Linked DNA regions of Mus musculus: region 1 is linked to region 2. Evidence: chromatin contacts called from public targeted proximity ligation data. All regions are on one chromosome and are shown on one strand. The core of a region is the stretch at or near the end of the contact, and the rest is flanking DNA. Distances in the headings are between cores, read along the strand shown. Region 1 has its middle 120 kb from the start of Mir3970. Region 2 holds the start of Papss2 (3'-phosphoadenosine 5'-phosphosulfate synthase 2).

Region 1 (5,983 bases), core at 3,439-5,938, 650 kb before region 2:
GTGTCGTCAGTTCTTGCTGTGTCTGTGGTGCAGTATCTGCACTCCCTTTATTTCTTCCTTTCTTTTCATCTGTAGAAAATTTTCTAGCCATCCATTTTTATAAGCCATTTCCATCGTTTCTTAGGGAGTGTGCCCATTAGCTTTACACTGAGACTCTCATTGAAAATATCAAGCAGGCAAAATGAGAGCTGAGGAGTACACTTGCTCTTTCCCAAGCCTTGTTGAAGACGGCTTCATTTCTTTCTCTCTCATAGTCCATATAATCCATACACAAATAGTATTCCTGTTTTAGCCTTTGTAAGCAGTGTTCTTCTAGACCAGCAGCTCTCAACCTGTAGGTTGCAACCCCTTTTTTGGGGGGTGCCACATATCAGAATTCTAATGTTATCAAATATTTGTATTATGATTCATAACAGTAGCAAAATTACAGTAGTGAAGTAACAATGAGATAATTTTATGGTTAATTGTCATCACAACATGAGAAACTATATTAAAGTGTCACAACATTAGGAAGGTTGAGAACCACTGGTCTAGAGCTTATAGGTAAAGCAAATGACAAATTAAATAAAGCCTTATATTTTAGAGATTATAGTAGGGTAAACTCAAAACATCTACACAGAAAATCTTAACCATGCCAAGTAGTAGGCCCTTACTTTAAAATAGTTGTACAGGAAAAGCCAGTATCATTCAGAGTACAGAAAGGACTTCTCAGGATGGTGCAGCTAGAAAAAGACAGGGCAAATTTCTGAGTGGCACTGGGCTCTGAAGGATGCCAAGTTTTGAGAAGGAAGATAAAGATGGACCACACTACAAAGGCAACACCTTAACAAATGAGAAAGGAACTATTGTTGGTGTCTTTGTCTCACTGAAAATGATACTCTATTTTGAATGTGCCCAACAGAATAGAATCTTTACATACAGTATCCTTTTTATGCTTCTGATAGATGTGTCCACATCTTTAGAATAGATGTGCTGGCACCTAGTTAGAGGATTTTGATGAGTGACCAATAAACACCACTCAAGATCCATTTGGCTAACAGGCCATGCTGTAAGGCAAATCTGACCCAAAACTTCTCTATTTCCTTTTAAGCCTATTTCTTGATGAATACTCTAATAGTTGTGGAGTAAAGATTTTGTGTGAGGGGCTCTAGAGGTGGTTCAGTGGTTAAAAGAACATGCTATTCCTTCAGAGGACCTAAATTTGATTCCCAGCACCCATAATGGGAAATTTGCAGCTGCCTATAACTCCAGCTGAGGATTACCTGACATCTTGGGCTTCTCTAGGCACCTGCCCTCATATGTGCGCTTATGTACGTATATACACACACACATGCACACACACACATATACACATACACTCAAATACACACATATAGAAATAAATTCATTTTTAAAAAGAATTTGGGCGGCTGATGAATCAGCAACAGTGCCCTCCCCCACCCTCATCTCTGTCTCTCTCTCTCTCTCTCTCTGTCTCTGTCTCTCTCTCTCTCTGTCTGTCTCTGTCTCTCTCTCTCTCTCTCTTTCTCTTTCAGCTTCTCTCCCTCTGCTGCTTCTTCTCCCTTCCTCCTCCCTCCTTTCTCTCTTTGGCTGGGGGAGGGCCTAGAAGGGCATTGTTTTCATGGAGTCCATTTGGCCGCACACTCAAGAAGAGGGAAGATTTGCACATTGGGAAGGTGGCTGCACAATTATCTGGCCCCCTTTTCTTGCTACTGCAGAAGTCAAACCTAACTTCAAGAATGCCGGACCTTTGGTTGGAGGTCTGCCTGAGAGTTCCAGAGGTTGATTTAATGGACTCATTTAGATATTGAAGAGTGACAAGTAGTGAGCCAGTCGAAGGAGAGGGATTTCAGGATACTTTCTAAGAAGTAGACATTCTAGGAAAGGTCTCTCCTGGGATTGGGTTAAGTTGCACAAGATCCACTAGGCTTATGTGAGTGTGGTACTCCAGTAAGCTACACGGGCTCTGTTGAGCAGTTTGGGCTGTAAGTGGCTTTCTCTAGCGATTTGCAGCAGTATCTCCATTATTCCTGCCCCCTGCTGGTGTTTTTCTCTCTGCGGTGGATCAATGCTTCTGATAAGGAGCTCACACTTAGTATTATAATTTTGTGAGACATAAATCCCTAAACTCTACAAAACAACTATTGTGTCTCCATGCTTTGTAGATGCAGAAACTGTGATGTGTATCCATTAGCAGAAATAGGAGAGCTACTTAGAATTCAAATTCCCCCAAGACTGTACTGCCAAATGCTATTTCCAGGTTTTTTATCAGAAAAACTCTTTAAGGCTTTAGAGGAAACCTGTGGATTTCAGCTAGACCTGATCTCTTTCCTAAAACATTCAGTTGTGTTTTTAAATGTGAATGGAAAAAGGAAGCTGTATTTATATCCTTTTCTCCTTTACCAGATCATTTAGAAAGATTATGCTACATAAATTTTGCAAGTATGACTTAATGGGCTCCTTCCAAAAGCCACTGGTGGTGTGGAAGAAGGAAGGAAAGAAAATGTCTTAAATCTGAGTTAATTATTACTGTGAATTTTAATGGTAAACCACAAAGCTTCCCAGTTCTCCTGGGGAAGCCAACATGCTGGAGTAGCCAAAACTGTAGACTACCTCCCACCTTGAGCTTGAGAACAATGAAACATTGATGGTTTGCTAGTGGCCCTAGATGGCTGCAGTCCAGCGCTTGTTAGGTAGCCACTAGGGTTTGACTCAAACCTGTGCTTGCTGTGTTTTCAGGGTGTGATGCCTGTTCTATTATGAATGTTGCTTTTGAGTTATGGAGTGGGTGGCCCTGCCTGTGAGGTTGAGGTGCTTGTCCCCTCATCTGGATCCTCTTCCCAGCTCAGCAGTGAAATTTTACTTGACCTTGGACACTTAAAAACCTCAGGTTTGCCTTATCTATAAATAGTCCTCACAGTCCCTTTAGTTCCTAAAGTTACCACACATTTGGTTTCTGTTGTTTTATTTTTTTTAATATACTCCTTCTTGATATTATATTAGGACTTCTGAATACAGACTTCATAGTATATTTAAGAAAAAATGTATATTATCAAATACAAATAAATATGTAATATATATTATCAATGAAAGAAACAAAAGCAAGCTGTATATATCCATCAAGAAAGCCTAAGAACTTTAATCTGCTATACCTCAGTTGTTTGTCCAAGCCCTGTGGGGACAGTCTGAAACACCTTAAGCTGTCATGCCCAGGGTGGAGAGCCGCTGTGGAGTGTTTCTGTCTCATTTGGCTGAAACAGAAAAGAGGTCTCCAACGGCAAAACAACTAGGACTCCCTTCACAAATATTAAGGATTGTGCTGAGAACATGTTTTATCAGAGAATTTTATTAGTGATGGCACATAGTATATTATCCATACATTAATCCCCTGAATTTACTAATGTCGTGATTTGATACCTTTTGTGTTTTATTTGTTTTCTGCAAGATAACAACAGTTATTAGGAGGGGCTTTTGTAATCGAAATGTAAATAGCATGTTCTCTATCTGTTCCAGTGTTTTCTCTTAAGAGACAGTGAAGGAAAAAAAGACTTAAATTTATAAGGTCATGAAGCTAGAGACAGTCACATAGAATTTAAGAGCCTTGAACTTATCACCTTTGATTAAGAACTTTTATTTCCATAAGTTTCCTAAAAAACATCAGACGTTCTGTTGCTGTTCTGCAGGCCAGCATTGTGATGAACATTTCAGAGCTTATTTGCACCTCTACAGCATCAGAGCGCAATCTCCACCCAATGAGCACTGAACCCTACCTGCTCTGTGTCACTATGGTGCTTTTACAAGCATTGCTCCAATGCTTTTGAAGATATGTGGTAGTTTTGTGTGTGCCTCTTGTCACTGATACGTAAAGTCCTTGAGGACAGAGGATATCTTGCTTATTTGTATCTTTATTATTATTTCCCCCACAAGAACTTAATATAGTCCTTAGCAGATGACAGCACTCAATATGTCCTGGTTAGTTTTTTGTCAACTGGACATAAGCAAGAGTTAGCTGGAAAGACTGAATCTCAATTAAGAAAATGCCTCCAGTATATTTGCCTGGAGACAAATTAGTAGGGCAATTTCTTGATTAATATAATTGATGTAAGAGGATCCAGCCCTTTTCAGGTAGAGCCAATCCTGGAGAGGTGATCCTGGGTGCTATAAGAAAGGAGGCTGAGGACATGAGGAAGAGCAAACCAGAAAGAAGTGTCCCCCTGTGGTTTCTGCTTTAGTTCCTGCCTCCATGTTCCTACTCTGACTTCCCTTAGTGATTGTGATCAGAGAGTTGTGAACTGTAATAAATCCTTCTTCCAAAGTTCCTTTTGCTCATGTTATTTTATCACAGTAATAGAAACCCTAACTAAGACAATAAGTATCTATTAAACTGCAGTAAAATGACTATTTATACAGATGATATCATTCAAGTATAAGAAGTATGTACAGACTTGGGTAAATTTTAGAGCCAAGCACAGAATGTTTCTGTTCCTTGCTTCTCAGCCACTACTGCACACCCTACTTTCATTCCCACACTTTTAAACAGGCACTTCTTGCTTTTTTTTTCACAAGGGAGAAAAATCTGCTAAGCCTACCCATATTGAGATGTAATCGACTTTGTTATGTTTCCCCTGAGTGACCTAATCTCCTCTGTTTATTTGAGTTCTGGGTGATTCCAGGTTGGGTTTTATAACTTTCATTAAGGAGTTAGTTGACCTTGGGGGAAGTTTTCAGGTTAATCATATACCTGACCTCTCTCCATTCTAACCATTGAAAACAAACACAAAGGGTCATGGGACTGTTACAGCATTCTTAATGGATCCTCAGTAGACTCCTAAAGAATAATATCCCTGCTGAACCACAATGTGAGAACATAGCTTTAAAAAGAAGATGAAGTTATAACTTTCTATTACTTCTCCAGACGTACTGAAGAAACTACCCACAGAACACACTGATCTACAGAATCAGCTCAGTATGTTTTTCTTCCAAGCATGCCACCCAAATTTCACAGAAAAGGGTCAACAAAGATTTCTGCTGTCGTTTGCATAGTTAATATCTCCCAAAAGCTCTTGTTTTAAAGGCATGCTCCCCAGGGTAGAACTTTTAGTAGATGAGGCCTAAGAAAAGGTCTTTAGATTATTGACAGCATGCTCTGCAGGAAATTTTAGGAGCCCCAACTCCTTCCTGCTCCTATTTTGATTCCTGACCATGGGGGAACGTTTTGCTCTGCCACAAACTCTTTGCCATTGCTGCCTGACTCTGCCCCCAAAAGTTCAATAGCAGTAGTCAGGCTTGGGGGTTCATGAGATTTTTACTGTATCATTTAGAGGAAGTAGTTCCTGTTTAGAAATCAGGATTTCTAAGTCCCTAGAATTTTGGGAACAACTTGGGAGGGATAAAGGTGGGATTTCTTACACATCTAACTCTTGGTTCCCATGATTACATACTCATTTAGAATATAGACTAAGCCTGGGATATGGCACCCTTTCCTAACAAAAAAAAAAGCCCCACATTTATACTATCATACCACAATTTTACTATCAGTGGGCTGATTTATCACATAGTCTGGCAACACTTAGAGCATGTGAAAATCAAACTAACACTATTTATTCATTGCCTGTGAGGTGGAGAGAAGTATACTGGGTATGGTGCATAACCATAGATCCTAATTTTAAACCCTAATAATGAAGCAGTTACTTGAAAAACTCATTTTATCTATACAGATGAAGAGTCTGAGTCTTTTCTTTGCCGTTGTCACACACAGTGAAATTCAATAATCACACCTGCCTTTGAACTTGGACCCTTTCTGCTCTATCACCAGGTTACCAATTATAAAATGCTATTTAATTTTAAATGTGTGTGTGTGTGTGTGTGTGTGTGTGTGTGTGTGTGTATGATAGTTACATGAATGAAATAAAGTGACATAAAAAAAGAAATTCTTTATATTTAGACACTTTGTAGTAGATTATGTTTCTGGGAAGTTGCTCAC
Region 2 (5,993 bases), core at 466-2,965:
GGTCATACTTCATTGTTTACATATATAAATTTCTCAAAAATAAATATTTTATTTTTAGAGATATATTTATTTTTATTTTTTGTGTATGAGTGTTTTGTCTGTCTGTCTGTAAGTGTACCATGTATATGCCTGGTGTCTGTGTGCTGTGGACGGGCCTGGTGCAGTTCTTGTGAACCAATCCCCTAATGAATAAAGGAGCCAATCACTGGGCAAGTAGGAGGGACTTCTGGGTTGGAGGGCGGAAGGAAAAAGGCAGGAGATAGTTCCTTTTTGGAATGGGGACAACATCAGGGTGAGATGTAACTGCTAGAGTTTCCCATTATCATGGAGGATCCACAAGGATTCACCACTGGAGGAATCGGATTATAATAAGGCTTACAAGATTAGGTTTCAGTTGTTGCGTCCAGAGTTAAGTTACCATTGTTCCTGAACTTAGTTTGTGTTGGCGGTTTCCTTCATGTGGTGGCTCATCTGGGTTCAAAGAGTAGCAAAGAGTGGGTCTGCACCTGATGTGTACCACAAAGGTCGTGGGGAGGGGGGGCGGGGAGGGAGAGTTGAAGCGTGGGGCTGGCGTGGTAACGACCAGCCAGTAGAAACTTAGCGAGCTGGGTGGAATGTTTTGGGAGCTCAAGGCCAGAGAGTCTCCACGAAATAAAACAGGTCGGCCATTGCCTGCCAGTGCATGGCCAACCAGGCAGCTGGGGCGAGCCGGTCGTTTTTTAATATTTCCCGCAACACACAGGCCTGAAGAGAGTGTCAGATGACCTGGAACTGGAGTTACAGACAGTTGTAAGCTCACATGTGGATGCTGGGGACAGAATCCAGGACCTGAACCTCTGAGATGTTTCTCCAGGCTAAGAAATATTTTAAAGTGTGTTTAGTTGTAGATTTGAATACAGTTTATGGCTAAAAACCTGAGACAGGTGATTTATATATGTCCAAACTCAGCAAAAGAAACACATCTAATATCAAACATTTGTATAATAATTATATTTCAATTAAGCTGCTGTAAAAATTAGTGTGTTATATCAAATAAATAATATTAAACAAAATTTAAACTTCAGAGAGGAATCTAAATTAATTGTGATAAGACTACTATTATTTAACCACTATTTAATCCTGGCTATTCACTTCTTACTGAAGTAGGAATGACCTGTTTGGTAATTAAATTGTTTACTTACATGATCTTGTTTTATTAAGTAAACTAACCAGTTACAAACCTAAATATACCACCAGTTACATTACCTTTTCGTATATATAACTTTGTGTTTATACCTTGGTTATAGAATCATACTATTTTTAAGCTACTTTATCCCTTTAAAATTAAAAAATAAAAATTATTAAGCACCAGCTATTTACTAAGAATTGTAATAATTTGGAGTGTCAGAAGGCAGCCCAGACACACAACCAGTAAGGCCACTGCTGAAGCTTTCTACTATACCAGCAGGAAGTCTGCAACAAAAACTGTTGAGACCATAGCAGCAAAACGTCAGACACCTGGATAAAGTTGCCAGATTTCAAGGGCTTACTTACTCTTTTATGGTTCATTTTGAAATTTGCAGACATGATAATTCTTCAGAGTTTAGGTAACTTCCTCCAAGACATGATATCTGATGTTGAGAATACTCGGTTACAAACTGGCTTTGCTGGCCATTGGGGTGAATGAATGAGCTGCAGAGTCTGTGAAGGTCTGTGAGGTGGGTGTGAATGGGAATGGGGAAGAGAAGGCAACCTCACACTCCAGAACCCTGAATTCAGACTTTCTACTGCAGCACCCTCCCCCTCTATCAACCAATGAGCAAGGACTCTTTTTTTTTTTTTTTTTTTTTTTGGAACCCTGCCATTCCTCTTCTGGCTGGCACAACTCACAAATTCTAGTGTGGAAGGAAAGGCCAATGATCTACGGAGGTCAGCCTGCACACTTTAATAAACTGCTTGGAGAAAAACAATAACTAAAACATACCTACACATATATACCTAATCACCTCTGTTATTAATTTTTTTAAATCTATACTGGAATCTATAAAGGAATAAATTATTCCTTATTTTCTAGCTCAGGAAGTACGGACCATGATGTCCTCTGGGTGCCTACCCAGCATGTAGTTTTGATGGGATAAGGTGTGGGCTCCTGACAGGCAGAGGCAGTGCCCCATGAGTTCTTGTCATTATACCAAGCCAACAGGACATTGGTAGAATTAAAAAACTTCCTGAAATGCCCAAGGAAAGACACAAGAGCAGAGAACCTCATATCATATGGTAAATGGACAGATGGTGACATGTTCATAGCTCTTCGCTTATATCCCAGAGACTTCTTGATGTCCCCATCTGAGTGTCTCTGGATGACAAAACACAGAGAAAAAAAAAAAAACCAACAACCCGTGCTTTTCTGAAGATTTTATAGACAAAGCAAAACAAAACAAAATATGAACTTGGCATTTCTTTTCCTAAAAACATTAAAATGAAGGTGCCACATGGGTCGAGGAGATTCCTCAATCAAGAGAACAAACTGAAACAAGACAAAATGTCCTTAGGTTTCTTCATTCGCCTGTGGTAAAGATGGAACCAGACAGAAAGAGCAAAGATGCCATGGCCTAAAGACATGCTCGTCTCCTGCCAGTTCAACTTTCAGCTATGCTTTGAAAATGGGAAACCCTGCCTGAGTCTGCAAAGGATTTCTGGGGATTTAGAAATATTGGTTAAACAAATGGAGCCATTTGGGAACCTTTAAACAGAAAACATGACTCCAGGACAAGGCTTTAGTGACAACTGTGATTGTATATGCTCGTTCCTTTTAGAAGGTGTGACCCTGTTGGAGTGGGTGTGTCACTGTGGGTGTGGGCTTTAAGACCCTCATCCTAGCTGCCTGGAAGCCAGTATTCTGCTAGCTGCCTTCAGATGAAGACATAGAACTCTCAGCTCCTCCTGCACTGTGCCTTCCTGGATGCTACCATATTTCTGCCTTGATAATAGACTAAACCTTTGAACCTATAAGCCAGCCTGAATCAAATGTCCTTATAAGAAGTGCCTTGGTCATGGTGTCTGTTCACAGCAGTAAACCCTAACTAAGACCCAAGGTTAGATATGAGTTTGTGGAAGCTAGATTTCTTTCTTCATTGAGCTACCAAAACCTCATACTTGAATCCTTTTAGTTCATGCCTCTAATCTTAACACCCAGGAAGCTGAGGCAGAAGGATTGCTATGAGTTTGAGGCCAGTGTGATTGACAGAGTGAGACTTGGTGAAATAACGCAAAACCAACCACACAAATCAAAACAAAGAAACAAGCAGAAATGATGGAAACAGCAAGCACCCAACTGTCAATCAACAAAAAAACCATGGAGATAAACCATGATGACTATGCAATGGAATCCTATACAGCAGTGACAGTAACCAAAGGACACATCTGTTAAGGACAGATCTTACAAATACGTCACTACAATAAGATAGTCACAGATCATATACTGTAAGATTCCATTCATCTTATACCTCATGAACAGCCGAAGCAAATAATCCACAGAGTTCAAACCATGACAGACACACCGAGTATCTGACTGTATTAGACTGTGAACGAGACCTGCCACGGGTACGTGACAAGTACTCCCTTGAGATTCTGGGGCAGTCTTAGGAGGCTTGACTCTAACCTGAAAAATGTGGCTTATCATTGAGGCTACAACCGCAATGCCAGCATGGTCTATCCTACTGTCTAACAACTTAATGGACACATTACATTACTGCTCTCAGACATACAGGCAATAGGAAACTTTTTACAGCCACACTCCTCTAAATCCAGACACAAATCCGGCTCCTCGGGGTGAAGACTAGAGTATTAATGATAGCAACAACAACACACTCAAACAGGATTAACCCAGTACTCTGGCTTCAATCTTCACTGATCACACACAATTAAACAACTGAGCAACTCCAGTTTTTAACATGGTCTTATACACTATGGTTGTAAATAAGCCCAAAATGGTTGTGCAGGCTACAGCTCACCGTTATTCTCCCCCACTGGCACATCATAGACAAAAGCCATTGCAACTGAAGAAGCTTAAAATAGCTGGTAATGACACCCTGGGTTTAAAACTTCTCAAATCCGCGAAGACAAAACATTTTCAACCACAATTCTGCAGGCACGCGGAGCAGCCACTTAACTCTCTATTGCAAATGCACACTGACAGTACACTACTACTCCTAGGCTGGTGGCAGAAGCCTGGTGAGCCAAGACATAGTCGCTGGCACTTACAGTGAGACCATAGTTTCTGAAAGCATCCTTGTAGGCCCATGTGGGGTTAGGTCACATATGAGCAGCTACACACCTTGAAATGTTCAGCCCCATTCTCAGACCCTAACAGGAAAAGCTCAGATAATACCTGGGGGCTTCAAGCTCTCGTTGCTCTCCATCCTGAGTGGAGAGGCTAGACTTCCAGATAGTTCTCCGTCACATGTTCATCTCTACTTCAGAATGTCCCACACTGCTGACAATTTCCTACACCCTTCCTTCCTTCCTTCCTTCCTTCCTTCCTTCCTTCCTTCCTTCCTTCCTTCCTTCCTTCCTTTCTTTCTTTCTTTCTTTCTTTGTTTCTTTCTTCTTTTTCTTTTTTTCTTTTTCTTTCTTTCTTTTTTTTTTTTTTTTTTGGTGTTTGGAGACAGGGTTTCTCTGTGTAGCCCTGGTTGTCCTGGAACTCACTTTGTAGACCAGGCTGGCCTCAAACTCAGAAATCCGCCTGCCTCTGCCTCCCGAGTGCTGGGATTAAAGGCGTGCGCCACCATGCCCAGCTCTACACACTCTTTTTTATGATAGTTCCTGTCATCTACCCACAGGGAAGGACGTAGAGAAACGTCACCGCCCCCACTTCTAAAATCCACACTGTCTACATCTTTACTTGAAGCAGATGGCTTGACACCAGAGGTGGGAGTTTTCTGCACTTTTTCATGCTTGTGTGTGGTGAGCATTTTTTTTTCTTTTTTGAAACATTTTTAAATGTCATATTTCATATTTGTTGTCTAATATGATCTTAAGGACTTAATCCTAAAACTTAAATAATTCCAATGGATTTGAGGTGGGAAATCTTCCCAGAATGAACTTGCTTTGTTTTGTTTTTTTGTTTTTTTTACACCATCATGCTATATAGTACTATCCTTTCTTGAATTCACTGTGTAGCCCAGGTTAGCCTCAAATTTGTTATCATGTTACCTCTTCAGCAGTGCTAGCATAACAGGCGCGTGCGACAAGACTGGAAAACCACTTGTTGCACAGGCACAAGGACCCAAGCTTAGGTCCCCGGCAACTAAGGTGGAGATCAACTGTGGAAGGCATTGGATGCTGAACTCTGGCTTTCACGTGCATGTAAGCCCACATGTCCATACATGAGCAAGTATACAAACTTACTGCACATATGAGTGGTGACTTAGGAGCTGGGGAAACGTCTTAGTTGGTGAAGTCCTTGCTGTGTAAACATGAAGATTCAAGTTTATTTTTTAGCATTCATATAAAAATATTCAGGCATGGTGGCACATGCCTGTCAGGGGATGCTGGGGAGTCAGAGTCAGGAGAATCCTTAGGGCTTGCTGGCCAGCCAGTCTAGCCAAACCAGTGATCTCTAGGTTCAGTGAGAGAGCTGTCTTCCTTCTGGCCTCCACATGTACATGCGCACATGTATACACACACAAACATGAACACACCACACATATGGGCATATGCGTGTGGGTGGGAGAGGCGTTTTCGTTCTTTGAGGAAAAGCTTGTAAGACCAGCTCATTTAGAATCTCTTCAAAATGCTTGTAAGCATCCAAAAACTCAAAAATGTTGACTAGGACTGAGATCACACACAACAGTTCATTTTCACCCTGACGCTTGTCTTTGCCATTACCACCTCTCTCACTGGGAAGCCTTCTGTTGTGGAGATAGAGATCTCATTATATGACCCACGCTAGCCTCAGTCTGGTGATATTCTGTCTGTGCCTCCCAAGTGCTGAGATCAAAGATGTGCACCCA

What was found.
Region 1: a contact with region 2 is called in a targeted proximity ligation map of kidney, with 3 times the contacts expected there. A contact is called at or near these places in 4 of 39 promoter capture datasets (the C10 cell line, cranial neural crest, embryonic stem cells and 1 more), 2 of 130 datasets of targeted methods (kidney and large pre-B cells) and 1 of 9 other capture datasets (embryonic stem cells).

What each region holds. Positions count from the first base shown.
Region 1 is chr19:33,270,531-33,276,513 of GRCm38.p6, reverse strand. It overlaps the pseudogene Rnls. Among named protein-coding and RNA genes, the nearest start is that of Mir3970, 120 kb to the right of the region's middle.
Region 2 is chr19:32,615,727-32,621,719 of GRCm38.p6, reverse strand. Papss2 (3'-phosphoadenosine 5'-phosphosulfate synthase 2) reads right to left here and starts at 1,715. Exons shown (of 13, transcript NM_011864.3): 1 at 1,534-1,715. The coding sequence starts at 1,566.